Linked DNA regions of Rattus norvegicus: all the other regions are linked to region 2. A link is a contact called in public Hi-C data. All regions are on one chromosome and are shown on one strand. Each heading gives the region's core, a stretch centred on a gene start, on an enhancer-like site or on the middle of the called end of the contact. The rest is flanking DNA. Distances are from core to core; before and after follow the strand shown. Region 1 has its middle 190 kb from the start of Dusp6. Region 2 holds the start of Dusp6 (dual specificity phosphatase 6). Region 3 has its middle 170 kb from the start of Dusp6.

The links. A called contact is a pair of places that touch in the nucleus more often than the background predicts.
Region 1: a Hi-C map of the A7r5 cell line shows a contact between it and region 2, with 4 times the contacts expected there. The contact joins the enhancer-like site here to the promoter of Dusp6 in region 2. A contact is called at or near these places in 10 of 12 Hi-C or Micro-C datasets (the A7r5 cell line, frontal cortex, hepatocytes and 5 more) and 1 of 1 datasets of contacts at active chromatin or transcription factors (oligodendrocytes).
Region 3: a Hi-C map of Schwann cells shows a contact between it and region 2, with 5 times the contacts expected there. The contact joins the enhancer-like site here to the promoter of Dusp6 in region 2. A contact is called at or near these places in 2 of 12 Hi-C or Micro-C datasets (Schwann cells and kidney).

The regions. Positions count from the first base shown.
Region 1 is chr7:36,169,044-36,172,840 of GRCr8, forward strand. No RefSeq gene overlaps it. Among named protein-coding and RNA genes, the nearest start is that of Dusp6, 190 kb to the left of the region's middle. Within about 2 kb of position 1,883, at least 23 of the 93 cell types and tissues checked have an H3K27ac peak or open chromatin away from gene starts, as enhancers often do. A contact at or near this core is called in the A7r5 cell line, hepatocytes and liver, where this site is marked.
Region 2 is chr7:35,977,947-35,981,672 of GRCr8, forward strand. Dusp6 (dual specificity phosphatase 6) reads left to right here and starts at 1,658. Exons shown (of 3, transcript NM_053883.3): 1 at 1,658-2,490; 2 at 2,960-3,397. The coding sequence starts at 2,091.
Region 3 is chr7:36,149,694-36,153,090 of GRCr8, forward strand. No RefSeq gene overlaps it. Among named protein-coding and RNA genes, the nearest start is that of Dusp6, 170 kb to the left of the region's middle. Within about 2 kb of position 1,383, at least 5 of the 93 cell types and tissues checked have an H3K27ac peak or open chromatin away from gene starts, as enhancers often do. A contact at or near this core is called in Schwann cells, where this site is marked.

The DNA of each region.
Region 1 (3,797 bases), core at 633-3,132, 190 kb after region 2:
CATTACTTTGGTAACAATAAATACATGACGTGCATAGAGATTTATATTTACAAATGCTGCAATGGGGAATGAAGAGTTCAGTCAGGAAAGTACTAGCCATGCGAGCATGGGGACTTGAGTTCAGCTTCCTGGCACCCACTTATAAAGTTGGGAAAATAGACTGTGACTATATATAACCAGAGTGCCAGGAGGCAGGGACTAGGATGGGAAGAGGAAGGTACCTGGGACTTTCTGGTCAGTCCATCTAGCCAAATCATAGAGCCCCGAGATCAGTGAGAGATTGTGTTTCAAAAGTGTGGTGTGAAACAGAGGTTCTCAGCCTATAGATTGCAACCTGTTTTGGAGTCTAATGACCCTTTCCCAGGGTCACATATCAGATATCCTGCATGTCAGATATTTACATTATGATTCATAAGAGTAGCAAAATCACACTGTCCTCTCTAGCCTCCATGCATAGACACATGCAAACGCACATGCATGTGTGTGTGTGCACGCGCGCACGCATACACACACACACACATACACACACACACACACCCACACACACACACACACACACACATTCACACACTGCCATAGTGGTTAGGGGTAGAAATGGCATTATTATTTCTGTGTAGAAACAAAGACCTGAGTATTCTTAGCATGATAAATATTATCATAGCCCTAAATCGTTTGTTTCTTCTTTAATAGAAAAACAAAACAAACAAATGAACAAAAAAACCAAAACAGAAACCCTAGACATGAACTCAGGACTGAGGTGTTAGCATGTTAAAAAGAGGGAACTAAAGAGATTGGTGAGGATTGCTGTAGTTGAGTTAGTAATAATGAGAGAGGAAAAAGGCCTATCTTTAGTCATAACACTCAGGGATGACTTTCGGATCCAGAAACGGATGGGAGTAAGTAAAAGGGGATGTTCCCTCAGTAGCTTGATGATTTTGGCAACAGTCCAACCAGTGTTGCAAGAAAGGAAGCAGCCTCAAGATGAAAATCTCGTACAGGCTGGCATCTGCCCAAAGCTGAAATGTTGACAGAGAAGTGCGGGTACACCCCAAAACATCCTGATTAATTTGCAGGTGTTGTGCAAAACCGAGTGGGAAAAGAAAAACCATACTGCACCCTAGGCAGATTCTGCTGGTGTGAAGAGTGTTCGATAATACCAAAACCTTAGGACGAGAGAGAATGGTTCCGTATTTTCATTGTACACTGCAGCCTTTCTCAGAGACTCATCATCTTGTTGATCTGGAAGGGATTTCTCAGAACAAGTCTCCCAGTGGAGTTGGATTGCCCAGAAATTCCCTTCAAACAAAATCTCATGACACTATGCTGAACTGGGGTAGAATGGATGTTATTAGTAGAAATAATTTCGTGATTTTAATTTCAACAAAAGCACTCATCCCAAAGCTGATTAACCGAGTCAATGCTGTAATCAGAAGACTTGAATGAGAACCACTGTGATGCGATTTGTATGGCGTACTTACCAGTCTTTTTTATTTTCGTATTGTTTGGGTCTCTTTAGACATTGTGAAACAGATTCTGATTAGCACAAGATTTGCGAATGAGAGGTCTTAGTAATCACCTTGTAGTCTTGCCGGTACCCTGGCTGTAGGAAAAATCATCCTTTTGAGATCAACAGAAATCTGAGTCAGGTTGGAAATGCAAGTCAATGCACCCAGCACTGGCTAGCATAGAGCTCCTTGGTTTAAAACGTTATGGCAGTTAAAGTATTATTTAAAAGGCTAAAACACCAGCCTCTGCTGCCGTGTTGTGTTTAAACCTCAGCTCACACTTGCTCCCATTGAACCCAGGGAACACTGCTGGCCATTGGAGGTGCTGCGATCATTATTTCCCAAGAACTAGAGAGTGGGCAAACCGACAAAACAAACAAGCTGGGCGCTGTTAAATAAATGATTTACATTCCTTTCAGGAAATGTCACAATGAGGACTTCAAGCTGGACTTCTCCAGTGCTTTTCTGTTTGATTTTCAAGCAGAACGAACCGAACACAATGTGTAACGTTCACTAATTGCCAGTTTTATTCTGTTAGCATCTTACTTAGAATGTGTCTCGGAGCCCAGTAATCTATCTCATTAATGTGTCTTTCACCAGTTAGGTTTAAAGTCCCTTCCTAAAGGGGCCAAGCTCCTGTGTTTTCTTATTGCCATGAGTGTAAGTAGGGAATTAATTTGCACACAGTAGGGGATTGGTCACTTGCACACAGTAGGGGATTGGTCATATTACTGGTTCTGCATTTAAGCTGTCTGGGAACTTATTCTCAAGCAAGCATTTATTAATGTAATGTATTTGGTGTGGGGCATTATGCTAATGCTTCTGACCCCAGTATTGTCACTACATGGAGTGAGTCATCTATAATTTTGTTTAAAATAACGTAAACCAATTTTATGTACTATTAATTAAAGGAGTAGGTGTTGAGTGTTCACTATTGTTTTAGTTCAGTGCTGACTCTTTGGAAGCTTGGTCTTGAGGGCAGTTGGATTATAGAAATATAAGAAACTACCATGTCCAAGATGGTTATTCTTACTGTTGGCCATTAAAACAGACTTTTAATGGTTACTATTATTTCTTCGTAAATTGATTGTTCCTTTGCCTAATTTATCAATGCCATTCTGGTCACTAAACCTCATTATGTAATTTTTACCATCAGTGTTATAAGTAGAAACAATTATAAATTTGTGTTTGGTTGAGAGAACGTGTCAACAAATCGTGTTTATATTTTCATACCATAAGGACAGTACTTGTAGAATGAATGGTATGCTCATTTTAGCTTTAAATTTTTTTTGACATTTCTTAAGGTTTCTAATTTCTTTAATTTACATTGTCATCCTTCTAAAATGTTTTCAATTACAAAGTGTCAACTTTAATTTCTCTTTTCATCTCTTGGGTGCCTTTTTGCTCCAGCTGGACTGGCTGTTCTTTTTGAACATTTAGCAGTTTTCATTTCGTGACTGATAATTTTATTATCCTGAAACTATTTCTTGACCTGAAAAAAAATTTTTTTGGTGGGGGGGTTGGTTTCCTGCCTTCTTTTCCCAGAAAAGTTTTTGTGAAGTGTGTTTCCAGTTGTACGGGTGTATAAAAAGTAAAGGTTCCACATATAATTAGTCTCTTTAACATTTAAATTCAAATTAGCCCTCTATGTAAAAGTTCCCAGGGGCAGGAAGCTTCACTTATTATCTGATTCCATTTGATCCTGTAACCCCAAGCTTTTTGCCAAAATGATGAATCTTCTTCCGGTGTGTTCGGGAACATTGTGTGACCTCTGTAAGATCATTATGGATCCCCGGGAAAGCATCCGTGTGCTTTCTGCTGCCAAAGTGAAGCCCAAGCTTCTGTGAGCTCGGAGTCTCTACCATGGCATCATGGAAATCCCCTTAAGTCTCTGCCATATTGGAGATGGTCTCTTCAGGTTCCTGTAAACTTCTTCCTCTTTCTTGGTTTACTCTCTCCATCGCTACAGAGGAAGGGACTGTGGGTGATACAACTTTTTTTTTTTTTTTTTTTTTGGTCTTCTGTGTTTGAAATGTTTTTCTTTTCCTCTTTTTTTTAAAAAAATAATACATCCTATTAATTTACTCTGCGTTTCTGCACACACATGCATGTACCCAGCTGTGGAGGTCAGATGCCAATTGTGAGGAGTTAGTTTCTCCTTCTACCTTGTTTGTAGCAGAGTCTGTCTGCCCTTTGATTTTAGAAACTTTTACTTTTTGAAAGATTCCCATATATGCCTCCTGTCTTCCTGTAGAAATGATGGGTTTATAGACACACCTAAGCACATCTGGC
Region 2 (3,726 bases), core at 408-2,907:
CTCCGCGCCCCGGATTCGGGAAGGGCCGCAGCCAGCGCTTCCTCCTCCCGGTCGCGGCCGGACAAAGCCGGGCTCCTTTCCGTGGGACCCGAAGGGCAGACCGGATCGGGACGCGCGCCTTCCGCAGGGCCCGCCGTCGCCGCACACAGGTGGTTTTCCGTCCGGGAGGGGCGGACTCGGCACTTTTATATAACAATAGAGCTGTGCGCGCCGGGGATGCGCTCTCGTCGCCGTCGCGGCCCCCGCCGGCCACGCCTCCATCCGGCTCCGGTGCCGCGCCGCCTCCGTCCTAAATTGCCTGCGTGTGGTGCCCATGAGACTCCCAAATCCTAACTCGGAAACCAAGGGGTCCAGACAGGGACATCTCTGGCTTCTTTCCGACTCTAGGTCTCTCCCTAGGGGACAGTTCCGTGACGGCCTTACATTCGATCACGGGGTCGCCGCGTGTCCTCCCCCTCCCCCTCCCCAGAGCAGCGGTGCTGCGGCCAAAGCGCAGCGCGCAAGCGCGTTTGGAGTTGCTAGAGTGCTCCATGCGGAGCTCGGGAACCGCTGCAGCCGAGAAAGGTTAGGGGACTGGCCTCGCTGCCCACAGTAGCCAGTTCCCTCAGGCTTAAAGGTCTTGCGGAGGACTCCCCCCACGTCTCCGGGTTGCAGGGAGCGTTGGTGAGGCCCGGTGTCCCAGGCGCCTAACCTAGGCTGCCTTGCCAGACCGGTTCCTCTTAGAAGCCAAACTCTGCTTCTGACCCCAAATCGTTAAAGGAGCTCGTCTCTCCAGGCTCGATGGGTGACCGGTGGGGGTGGGGAGCAAGATCTCCGGAGCAATGGCTCAGAATGCCTCCACCCCACCGGAGCATAAGAAAAGTGTAGGGCTAGCTGACAAGGTTTTTCCTGCTCGCCCCCCCCCCCGAAAGTTGAGAAAACTCGGGATTGGGGTGCTTCTGGTTTTCTGGACAACCAAACGCTTGTTTGCTTAGCTGCTTTAAAATGTTTCAACAAAACACTAGTTTGTTTCTAGAGATGTTGGATTAGCATTTAACACTTCGTTGGGTCGCTAAAGCCCAGGCAGTTCACCAGCCCCAACACAGCCTCGGCTAAAAGGACTTCAGAACAAACAGAACTAGACTTTTAAAAGAGCCAAACAAATGCCACACACGATCTAAAGGAGGACCGGGGTGGTGGTGAGGGAGAAGGAGCGGGCTAGGATCTAGCGTTAAAGGGAATAAAAAAAGGGGTGGGGGACCCTCACGTTTTATTAAGGCTAACTTGAGATAGTAAGAGTAGCGAATAAGGGCTTTTGTGCTTGCTAATTGCACTACTGGTGCGCAAGAGTTAGACGCGAAGTGTGAACTCTCAACAGAAGGAAACACGAGACAACTTTAGTGCCCTGGTTTATGTGCCCTGCTCCTCCTCCACCGCCGCCTCCTCTTCTTTCTCCTTCCTCCCGCCGAGCCCGCAGTTGCAGCTTGTTTGCACTGGGGCTTATCCGGAGCGGAAATTCCTTTCCGTTTTTGTGAATGACAAACTCATTAACAATTCATCAACACAACCTGTTCCAGCCGGCCCGTCCCCACGGCAACAGCCCCTTCCGCAGCGCGCTCATTGGCTGGCCGAGAGAATGTATCCATTGAGACGCTGGCTGTTTGTATCCATTGAGGAGCTGCCTGGCACAGGGGGTGTGCTCTCGCGGAGTCCTAGGGACTGCGAGCAAACCCAGTCTTGAATAATCCGGCGAGAAACACGGGGTTGGATCTGAGGTGCAGCCTCAGAGGGATTAGGAGCTGCTAGACTTTTTTCTTTTTTCCTTTTTCTCCTCTCAGTGGCACGGAGTCCGAATTAATTGGATTTCATTCACTGGGTAGGAACAAAACTGGGCACTTTCATTCAGAGAGATTCATTGACTCTGAGAGTGATCTGGTGCAGAGGGACCACCGGCTTGGCTTCTGTCGCCTTCCCTAACCGCTAGCTTCGGCTTGGGAAAGGCCGAATCAAACCCGGCTCCGAGAGCCGGAGCTTCTCACGGCGTGCTTGGCCTATGCCTGCCTCGAGGGGCGTCTGCTAGGCACCCCGCCTTCTCCTGCAGCTCGACCCCCATGATAGATACGCTCAGACCCGTGCCCTTCGCGTCGGAAATGGCGATCAGCAAGACGGTGGCGTGGCTCAACGAGCAGCTGGAGCTGGGCAACGAACAGCTGCTGCTGATGGACTGCCGACCGCAGGAGCTGTACGAGTCGTCGCACATCGAATCTGCCATCAACGTGGCCATCCCGGGCATCATGCTGCGGCGTCTGCAGAAGGGCAACCTGCCGGTGCGCGCGCTATTCACGCGCTGCGAGGACCGGGACCGCTTTACCAGGCGCTGCGGCACCGACACCGTGGTGCTCTACGACGAGAACAGCAGCGACTGGAATGAGAACACAGGTGGAGAGTCGGTCCTCGGGCTGCTGCTCAAGAAACTCAAAGACGAGGGCTGCCGGGCGTTCTACCTTGAAGGTATGTTGTGCGCCCCGGCGCTCGGAGCTAGGGCTGCAGGCTGGGGAACTGCGGGCGAGGTAGCGATCGCCTCTCGCATTGCGCTTAAGGGAGCTGGGCCAGCGTGGTAGCTTCTTTTTTAAGGGTTCTTTATAATCCGGCACCTCCACCTTCCTCTCGCTTTCTTCTGGGTTGGTTTAGACTTAAGATTCAGAAGAGCTGGAAATGTAGTTCAGGGTGCAGCTTGACACCTCCTAGCTCCTCGAAATACTAAGTAATTTTGTGCATTTCCGGAATCAGAAGAATAAACGCTCCCTGGGTAGGCAGATGGTTGTATTCTTAAAGATGCACATTGAAGTGTGTTTTTACTACTGCAGTGGGGTTCATAGGTCGCCTGACCGTAGTGTCTCCTGCACCTCCTGTGCCTCTCACAAGCTGAAAATTACTACAGCTTCTCAGGTTACAAGAACGCTTTTCTTGTTTCTGGCAGGTGGCTTCAGTAAGTTCCAGGCCGAGTTCGCCCTGCACTGCGAGACCAATCTAGACGGCTCGTGCAGCAGCAGCTCCCCGCCCTTGCCAGTGCTGGGACTCGGGGGCCTGAGGATCAGCTCCGACTCTTCCTCGGACATTGAGTCTGACCTTGACCGAGACCCCAATAGTGCAACGGACTCCGATGGCAGCCCGCTGTCCAACAGCCAGCCTTCCTTCCCGGTGGAGATTTTGCCCTTCCTTTACCTGGGCTGTGCCAAGGACTCTACTAACTTGGACGTGTTGGAAGAGTTTGGCATCAAGTACATCTTGAACGTCACCCCCAATCTGCCCAATCTGTTTGAGAATGCAGGGGAGTTCAAGTACAAGCAAATTCCTATCTCTGATCACTGGAGCCAAAACCTGTCCCAGTTTTTCCCTGAGGCCATTTCTTTCATAGGTGAGACTAATTTTCAGTCATTCATGAGTTGAAGATGTTAATCTGTTTTCCTGCAAGCTATTTGGGGAGTGGGGGTTGGGGGTGGAGAGACTGCAGGTCTCTACTGTTCCAAGAGTGTTAATTCTGGTTTGCCTTCTGGCTGAAGGGGAAACAGGGCTTGTTGACATTAGCAGATCAGGGGACTATTTGAACCGTTTAATTCAGTACTTTTAAAAGGGGGCTGTTCCAATCAGCCACATTTTCCTTGTCTCTAGACAGGGAGTGAGTGGAGAGCAAATTAGCACTCACTTGCTGACAATCCTAGTGTTGCTTTATGATTTAAAAAGAAG
Region 3 (3,397 bases), core at 133-2,632, 170 kb after region 2:
ATTTCAGTGTTTTATTTTTGCTTGTTTTCAACTTTCATTCCTTTTCAAGTCAATCCCTTCCTTCTCATCTTCTCCACCCCACATCCCACCCTGCCCTCCTTGAAGATTTTCAATGCCTACTCTCTTACCGTTGTGTGCCTTGGTGCCTAATTCAGAACACCAGTGCATTTCTTTGGATTTTAATAAAAGTGATGTGATGCTTTGAATTGTAAGTGTCCCTTCAAGACTTAAGTGTTAAAGACTGGCTGACAGCTGATAGGTTTTTTGGGAAGTGACTGACTGGGTCATGAGAAACCTGACCTAAGTAGTGTTTGAATTGATTGCTGAAGTCATAGTTGAAGATTATTGCAAGTGGTGGGAGCTGTGGGCTGGTTCTAACTGTGCTGCTGACAGACCTCTGAAGTGTGTGCCTTGCCCACGAACTCTTCCTCTTCCTATTTTCTTTGTTCATCCAGACCGATATGAGGCAAGCAGGCACTCATCCTACCGTGATCTTCTAGCCTCACCCAGCAATGGAGTCAGCGTAACAGACTAAAGCAGTGGTTCTCGATCTCTTTTGGGTGGTCGCCTATCAGATATCCTGCTTATCAGATAGTTACATCATGATTCATAACAGCAGCAAATTACAGTTATGAAGTAGCAAGGAAAATAATTTTTATGGCTGGGGGGGGGTCACCACAACGTGAGGAACTGCATTATTAAAGGGTCGTAGCATTAGGACGGTAGAGAACCACTGGACTAGAGCATATGAGACCATGAGCCAAAATAAAGCTTTATTTCCTTTCGGGTCCTGTTCTTGTGTGCCTTGTTATTGTAGCATAAAGTCTGCCGGTGCAGGAACCATAACATAACCCTCAAAAAGGACTTTAGAAAAAAGGTCATTGAATGCAATAGCAGCGTGTACACAGTTCAGCTTGGTTCAATGTGTGTTTATATTTCAATTTGTTTTTCAGATGGATGGCTGTTCTAGATAGATGGCTGTTCTAGATGGATGGCTGTTCTTGGCTCATCTACTTTATAGTTTTAATTTTTTGTTTCTGTTTTGTTTTTTGTTTTTTGTTTGTTTTTTTTTTGTTTTTTTTTACACATACAAAGCATTTCCTGCCAACCACGGAGAAGATGATTATAATTAGTTTAAACCAAGAAAACCTGGAGTTGTGCTGAGACGTGTCCTCTTATCTGAGATTCTGTGTGGTTGGAACATCTTCACTAGTGTTTTGGGAATATTTAATGAACTATTTTAAAACTTAGAGAGCAGATTTTTACACTAAAATATTTGCAATTCATTTCGGCAAATGAATGAGTAATGAGAACTCGGATAAGAAGGGGCGCTGTGTAAATGCTCCACTGTTTCTGTGAACAATAAAGCCACAAGAATCCAAAGAAGTGATCAATCTTGCCCTGTTGAGTCATAGGAAATACCATCTAGATGTGGCCTGGGAATGGGCTGATGTACTTGGCAATTAGGTGGAAGTGATTTATTTGGGAGGGGGAGGAGACATTTGACTCGTCTGCAACAATGAGAAAGAGGTACTCCCTCTTGGGAGCAGCCATGAGTTGGCCTTGAGCCCCAGAGATGGCTCACTCTCCTTTGTTCTCTACTGTCTCCCTGTGATTTACCTAGGCTTTGATGCATGTTGCATGATACGCCATCTTTACATGTCCACTTTAATCCGTGGTCGGCCGTATACATTTATCCAGGCCCTTAGTCACCGTTTGTGAGGCACCCATTATCTAGCAGGCTGTTCCGAGCACCAAGAAATAGCAATGGACCGAGTAAAACGCGAGCTGGACCCCATGATGCTCACGTTTGATTAGATAAGTCCCATTTTAATCTTTACCTTGCTATGGGAATCCACTCCTGACATATGTTAGGCAGGTGCTTTCTCAGCAAATTCTATCATTGACCTCTTTAAAGCTTTATACTGAACTTTTTTTTATTTTAAAGCAATGTTTTTAGAAGAGAAATAAGGATGTTTTTGTGCAGAGGAAATCTACCAATAACAGTCGACTTAGACAACATTAAATTGTAGATTAATTTAATAATGGATAATAAATTCAAAACCTATTCATATCAAAGAACATTAAGGACTTATTGTCAGTAAAATTGGCCTAATTATCTGTTCCCAATTCTAAGACAAGGAAAACAATGTTTCAGTGAATTTTCTAAGTGTTCAGTATTCTTTTTTCCTTTGGATTTAAAACATTTTATTGCATTTTTATTCATGTAGTCTTTAATATAATTTAAATGAACTCACTGAGCCTAAGTCTTTGGGAACATCAGTGCCAATAACCAACATTATGGATTGGTCAAGATTAACATGATCTATGCTGATCTATCAGGGTGTTTTGTCTTTGGGCCAGTCTAATGAAGGGGACATGCAATAAATATTCTTAATTATCACCTAATTTTGAATCACCAGGAGGAAATTCCTAGGAGCTTTCCTGTTGAGCAGTCTCTTGATTAGGTTAATTGAAGTGGGGAAGACCCATCCACTGTGGACCGGGTTGACCAGGGATGGGATCTTGGATTGTATGAAAGGAGTCAGTGGGTCTGTCATGGCAGTCAGCGCTGCTTTCTGACTGAATGCGGTGGTGTCACCTGTTCCAAGTTCCTGCAGCAGGTCCTTCCTGCCAAGGGGTAACCTTGAGCAGTGAACCCAAATGAAAAAGGCTTAGTTTGCTTCTCTCTCTCTCTCTTTTTTTTTTTCCGGAGCTGGGGACCGAACCCAGGGCCTTGCGCTTGCTAGGCAAGCGCTCTACCGCTGAGCTAAATCCCCAACCCCTTAGCTTGCTTCTTGTCAGGGTTACTTTATTGCAGCAACAGGAAAAGCAAGTAACACGGGCTACTAGTTAGAAGTTGGTGCCTTGTAGATTTCTATTTGTGTAAAACCCAGCAAAGGATGGGTATTACCAAACCAATGGTTTGGAATTAGTTTTGTAATAAAAAGTTCACACTACTCCTAAGGTTGTAATCCATGCAGAATAGCAGATTTGCTCAGATTTTTTTTTTTTTTAATCTATGAACTGCTATGCTATTGGCTCACACTCATGTATCTGATTTTTGCCTGCCAGCTAAAGCATTTAGAAGGTGAAGCATGGGCAGTATTTTTTTTTTTCCTATAGTTGATAGCATAGAATTCAAAGTCTCGCTCCTAGGGAGTGAGACGAAACACTCAGTAGCCCGTGCTTTTCAGCTCGCGGCACATTGAAATTGTGCTTTACTGAGGTTCACCAGTCCTCTCTGTGTGCTTCTGTTTCTCACAGTAAACCCATGCAGACATTCATTGTGTGATCTAGTGTAGTACACAGATTTGTAAGAGAAAGGCTGGTTGACATCACTTCCCTCACATGATTAATACCTTTGTGGGGCAATCAGTTTCTCCTTACTCCACAC